Regions from separate parts of the Mus musculus genome. Here region 1 is linked to region 2. A link is a contact called in public promoter capture Hi-C data. All regions are on one chromosome and are shown on one strand. Each heading gives the region's core, a stretch centred on a gene start, on an enhancer-like site or on the middle of the called end of the contact. The rest is flanking DNA. Distances are from core to core; before and after follow the strand shown.

Region 1 (2,997 bases), core at 450-2,949, 620 kb before region 2:
CTTGGCCTCTCAATCGCATGCCTCCTCCTGTCAGCGATGTGAAATATTGCCGCTGAAGGATTTAAGAGTCATACCCAGGTCTCAGTTTTACTGTTGGCTTAACTCATTGCAGTCAGTCAGGCACAGGCTGAGTTGCATTTTGGGGACACGGAGGTTCTGTCTCCTAGAGAACTACATAATTCTAGACTGCCCATTGGAACTTGGCAATGGAATGTGAGCGCTCAGGGTTAAGACTCCTCAACACAAACACAGGGAAAAGCATGATGGGAAAAGAGTTGTCTAAAGCCCCCATCTCTGCCTAAATACCATTATGGTTGTCATCAGTAGAATTGACATCTGTGGGTTCTACGCCCTGATTTGCTGTGGAACTTGGGTCAGGAGAGCAAGCAACATCCATCGTTCTGCTGATGGCCAGGTCTCTGTCAGGCCACGTGGACACTTTTGTGCAACTCGTGTTGGAATGAAATATTAAATCCTTTTCCTCAGAAGACCAATCACCACACCCAAGAAGATCATCCTGAAAAACCTTCGGCCTTGTACATCAAGGGCACAAGGTTCTGCTTACAGGAAAGCCAACTTTGGGACAGAGTTTGTAAGGTCACAGATGGGGTGAATACGATTTTTCTCAACCTGGGATGTGAGGTGCAGGGTAGGGAAGAGACCTCTGTTCCAGAAGAAAAGCAAGCGGTAGGCAGAGGAACCCGGGTTCTTGTTTTATACCCTTGACCCCTTGCTATGCCACAGAACTTGAACAAAACCCCAATGTTTGGGTCTTAAACATCCCACAGTTTATACAACTCCAACCTGGTAGAGACTTGGGCTTCTGAATCTATAATTAGTGGTTTAGGATTTGGTTGGTTTTTTTTTTTTTTTTTTTTTTTTAGTTTTGGGGAAAAAAGTGACTGTAAGAATGACTACTTCTTTGTTTAGGCTAAGCCCCTGTGCATTGGGAGTTAAACTGCAAACCTCATGACACCCCCTTCCCTAATTCAATGGTTCAGGAAGGGTACCAATGTCCAAGTCATAAGAGCGGCTTGAGCATGCCAGGCAGTGGGAAATGAGCGGCAAAGCTGCAGCATTAGCCACACATTAGCATCATGCTTAAGTTGCTGTCTCCATCACTTCCCCTGCACAGAACACACGACCCCGGTGGCACCCCGGTGCTCGTCTGTGCACTGGGCTGACTGTGCAGCTCTCTGCAGCCTCCGTTGCATGCCAATTAGTGGTAAGTACAGGAAGCATGCAGTTTAGGCTAGTGATTAATGTGATCCTATGAACACGATAGATGCCACTTACTCTGCGTCATCTGACACAGGAGTTCTGGGACCGTATCTACAAGATCAAATACAAAATTAGAGAGGGCTGGCAGAGAGCGGATGCTGTGACCAACCTGGAAAAACAAACTGTGGGAGAAATCAGTTCGTGTCTACCAAACCTTTTTTGCTGGTCATGCTGTAAGAGAAATGTTGTTACACAATTAGCAATATTCATTAGCTACTTAAAAAAAAAGCCAAAATCAAAGCCTTCATATTTCCAAAGGGTATAAAGTTGCCATTAAGACCCAGAAGAGAAATCAAAAAAATCCCATGCTGCCCACAAAGAAAACTCTGTTTAATGGAAACACAAAAGCTTGGGGTTAACTCACAGTATTCGGAAAAGACAGCCTAAAATGCAAATACACTACAGTTATTCGCACACACATGGCTCATGCCCCTGTGTTGGTGTAATGGGCCGTCATGGACATGCAACATACATGAACCCTCACTGAGCTGCTCTGATGTGTTAATGCACAGACAATATCAAAGGCTATTCCTACGGGTTTTCTAAGAGCAAATCAGAACTTCAGCCAGAACTCCAATCAGTACTTTCCGCCTGCATTTGACAGAAACCACAATTCCTAGAAAACGGGTCGTCTTAATCAAAACCAGACTCAGAGGCTATCCCACAGCTGGAAAAAAACAAGGTTTGTCCTGATCTTTTCTATTCTCCTGCTAATCTGGGTTTACAAAGCTACATCCTCGGCAGTATGATTATGTGAGGCCCAAATGAAGCTACACAGTAGAAAAGATCTGAAGGTGAGAACATCACTGTACAGGAGCACGCATCTGAATGAAAAACTCCCGTGATCAAGCATCCCTGCAGCAAGGCACTGTCTTCTTCTGCTCCCAAAAGGCTGCTCACTTCTCTCACTTCTGTATTCTTTTCTTTTCTTTTTTTCTTTTTTCTTTTTGGTTTTTCGAGACAGGGTTTCTCTGTGTAACTCTGGCTGTCCTGGAACTCACTCTGTAGACCAGGCTGGCCTTGAACTCAGAAATCCTCCTGCCTCTGCCTCCCAAGTGCTGGGATTAAAGGTGTGCGCCGCTGCCGCCACCACCATCCGGCTGTCACTTCTGTATTCTGAATGCTGTAAGGAGACTCTATCCTGCTTCTAGCTTCCAGAAACCACACCTGGTCAGCAAAACATTACCTTGTCCCATGATCGGTAGCCTATCAGGTAATTTCTGAATGTTTCTTCCTATAATTTTAGAGAAATTGCCCCAACAATGCATGAAAACACACACACACACACACACACACACACACACACACACACTCCTTTCTTTCTTTCAACTTTCATCATTCTAGAACATTCCACATTTATTGACAATTATTATTTCATTCATAGGGAAAACCTGAAAATCAAGACTGCCTTTGCTGATAAGAAGAAGGTAGTTAGCACTTGGCTTCAAGGGGCCTTTTCAGTTATCAAATCTGTGGGTAAGACCCCAGCTTTCTGTTGGAATGGACAAAAGCAAGCCAACCAAAGGACTGTGAGAAGACTGTGCTGGCAGAAGACACATTCTGTTCTGCAGGGGCCACTCCCAAAAGGTACTAGTTTAAGCAGGATCCTCAGTGTGCCCCAAATGCCCCAACTGTGAGGCAAGTGACGCGAGGACTCTTCCCCACTAGGGAGGGAGCATGAGCAGGGTCACTTCTGAAGCCTGGATACATGGATTT
Region 2 (3,175 bases), core at 460-2,959:
TAAAAAGTTTTAAAAGGCAAGTGATTTGAATAGATATTTTATTTGTATTAATTTGGGATTTTTGTTTGTTTTTTGTTTGTTTGTTTTCTTGAGACAGTTTTTCTGTGTAGAACTTAGAAGTCACCCTAGAACTTGCTCTGTAGACCAGGCTGGCCTCAAACTCACAGAACTGCCTGCCTCTGCTTTCCAAACGCTGGGATTAAAGGCATGTGCCACCACTGCTGGCTTGAATAAATAGTTTCAACTCTTCCCCTTACCCAAATTAAGCCAGTCTTGGTAGGTCAGGTAACACAATGACTGCGTTAAAGCTTCCTGGCCACATGGGGGCAGCACTGTGCAGTGCTGGTGCTCTTTGCTCCTCTTCAGAAAGGACCAGGCTGAAGCCCTGTGTGGGGCAGTGCAGTAGTCCCTCCGTACCATCTTGCTTTGACTTCGTGGAATGGTAGTGAAGCTTTTCAGATCAGAAACTAAAGAACTGCGTTACTGTGCAAGGCAGTGATTTTTAAATAAATTCATGACGATGATGATATAGTTTGGGCGCTTTTGTTTCTTTAGTGATGTGACAAAAATGATATTCAGAATGTGCTGTGGTAAGTTAGGTAATTATATTTTTTTAAGCCAAGAAAAATACCTTGGTTTTTTGTTTGTTTGATTTTTTACTGAGTTTGTTTAGGTTGAAATCCATGAGTTCTTGCACTCAAGGAACAAAAGATAGACAGTATCCTTTTATCTTCCTGATTGCTAATTATTAAGAGCCATGCCTTTATACCCTCAAAAGTGGTGGGTTCAACAGTAAATACATATTTATCTTGGTCAAAACCCTAGTGAATTTAGCCTCCGATCTGAATGCTGAGGTCTGGACAGGGTCCCTGGCATATACTCAGAAAGGAGTGGTCTTTGGGGTAGACAGGAGCTGGGGACCAGCCATCCTGATTTAGTGAGCTCTAGATTCAGTGAGAGATTCCGTTTCAGAAAATAAGGTGGCGAAAGAGGGAGGAAGACTCCCAACGTTGACCTCTGGCCTGTGTACACATACACCTGCGCATACATAAGTGTAGTACCCAAACGCCAAAAAATCTCAGGCCATGTACTATCCGTCTGTGTTCATTAGCATGGATGCTCATGCATGCACACACGCGCACACACACAAGAATGCATAAATAAATAAAGTGGGCGCAGTGTAAGTCAATATCATTCAAGCCTAAAGTCAGTTCTTTTACAGGCAGGCAGGAGGGAAGTGTCTAGCTCTAAAGGGCAAGGCCAGAGGGTAGGTTGTGACAGTGACTTTACTAACAAGGGCCTGTGCTGGGAGATGTGTTTGAACTTCCCCGGCTCCCTGGAGAAATGGTGGGGTGGGGCTGCCTGTGAGCTCCCACACAGGTAGTAGGTCTTAATAAAACAGGATGTTTGGTGATGTGTGCCTGGGTGTTTCTGGCTAGCCAACCAGAGAAAGAAAGTTTGGTTTGGGGGCTGAGAAAGCAGAGCTGGAAGAGGGAGAGGCCAGCCAGCAGACAAGTGTTTTCCCTTCCCTGAAGCCTCCCTGCACCGCACGCACGCACGCACGCACGCACGCACGCATGCAGAACAACTGTGAGGGGCTGTGCCCCAGCTGTCCCCCAGAAGACAGGCAGCTGAGGAGCTTTTACAGTCTCAGGACTGCCATTCCTTGCGGATTTATTTGTAACAGATGCTGCTCACGCACACTCTGGCTGCATAACAGCAAGCAGGCGGTACCCAGCCTTGCCCTCCAGGCTAAGAGCATCTGTGAGTGGTATGCATGAAGGGTTGCTTCTGTGTTTAGCATTCTGTTGAGTTTCCCACCCCCTCCTCCAGGAAGTGTGATTAGCAACTCAGGCAAGGGACTCTGGTCATGGTGCTGGTGTGGAAAAGGTTAGACCTGACTTGATGTTGGTCATGTTGGGATAGATTGTCATCAGTCTTCCTTGCATTTTCAAATTTGCATTTAGAAACTTGACAACTTCTCCTTGAGAGCCAGTCTCTTTGCTTTCAAGGAAGAATGTGGCTCTTTGGCTGTCCCACCTGGACCTAGAGACTGGTTTCTTCAATTGGTGCATAGCTTCAAGGTGACCTTGGGGTGCGGGGAGGGATGAGAGAACATAATTCAGATCATCTGGGGACAGATCAAGAGCACTGCCCATCCTGCACGTTGTTTTATGTCCCTGGATTAAGCACATAAATGATTCTTTGGTTTGTGGGTGGGTGGATAGATGCATAGATGGATGGATGGATAGATGGTTGAATGGATGGATGGATGGATCCATGATGGATGCATAGATGAATGGACTGATGGATGCATGCCTGGATGCATGGATGGACTGACAGATGCATACATGGATGCATGGGTGGATGGATGAATAGATAGATAGATAGTCTTCTTCATACAGTATATCCTGGTTATGGTCCCCCTCCTCTAGCTCCTCCCATATCCTCCCCATCTATCCAAGTCCCCCCCCCTCCTTGCTCTTTATCATTAGAAAACAAACAGTCATCTTTTAAAAATGGAAATTATAAAAATAAAGCAAAGAGGGGATAAAATAAAAACAAACCTGAAGAAGAGAAAATAAATGAACAGAAAATTAAAATTAAAAAAAAAAAAGCCTGTCGGGCGGTGGTGGCACATGCCTTTAATCACAGCACTTGGGAGGCAGAGGCAGGCAGATTTCTGAGTTCGAGGCCAGCCTGGTCTACAGAGTGAGTTCCAGGACAGCCAGGGCTACACAGAGAAACCCTGTCTCAAAAAAAAAAAAAAAAAAGCCTAAGGCACAAGAAACACATGTAGACACAGACACACCCCTCACAGAGAGATCTCATAAAGATGCAAAAACTATAATGCATAAGGCCTATAAGAGAAATAAAAATGGTCCAGACAAAATATTATAAAACAAACAAACAACAACAAAAAACAAAAAAAAAAACTAAAAAAAAAAAAAAACCCTCCAAAATATATTGCTAATTTAATTTTCTGTTGTCCATCTACTGCTGGGCTTGGGTCCTGTCCATGGTATAATCTGGGATCCCAATTTGGCTTAAACCAGTACAGGCCTCATGCGTGCTACCACGGTCTCTCTGAGTTCACATGTGAGTCAATCTGCTGTGTCTAGAAGGCCATGCTTCCTTGGTGTCCCCCACCCACTCTGGCTCCTTTTCTACAGAG

Evidence for each region. Promoter capture Hi-C pulls out the DNA fragments that hold promoters and counts their contacts.
Region 1: a promoter capture Hi-C map of cranial neural crest shows a contact between it and region 2. The contact joins two enhancer-like sites. A contact is called at or near these places in 3 of 39 promoter capture datasets (the 3T3-L1 cell line, cranial neural crest and second pharyngeal arch cranial neural crest) and 3 of 115 datasets of contacts at active chromatin or transcription factors (embryonic basal ganglia, embryonic limb bud and large pre-B cells).

Annotation. Positions count from the first base shown.
Region 1 is chr5:66,991,478-66,994,474 of GRCm38.p6, reverse strand. It overlaps Limch1 (LIM and calponin homology domains 1), which reads right to left. Exons shown (of 26, transcript NM_001001980.3): 9 at 1,297-1,332. Among named protein-coding and RNA genes, the nearest start is that of Gm33040, 6.5 kb to the left of the region's middle. Within about 2 kb of position 1,699, at least 3 of the 459 cell types and tissues checked have an H3K27ac peak or open chromatin away from gene starts, as enhancers often do.
Region 2 is chr5:66,366,340-66,369,514 of GRCm38.p6, reverse strand. All of the region lies in intron 9 of Apbb2 (amyloid beta (A4) precursor protein-binding, family B, member 2), which reads left to right. Among named protein-coding and RNA genes, the nearest start is that of Nsun7, 110 kb to the right of the region's middle. Within about 2 kb of position 1,709, at least 9 of the 459 cell types and tissues checked have an H3K27ac peak or open chromatin away from gene starts, as enhancers often do.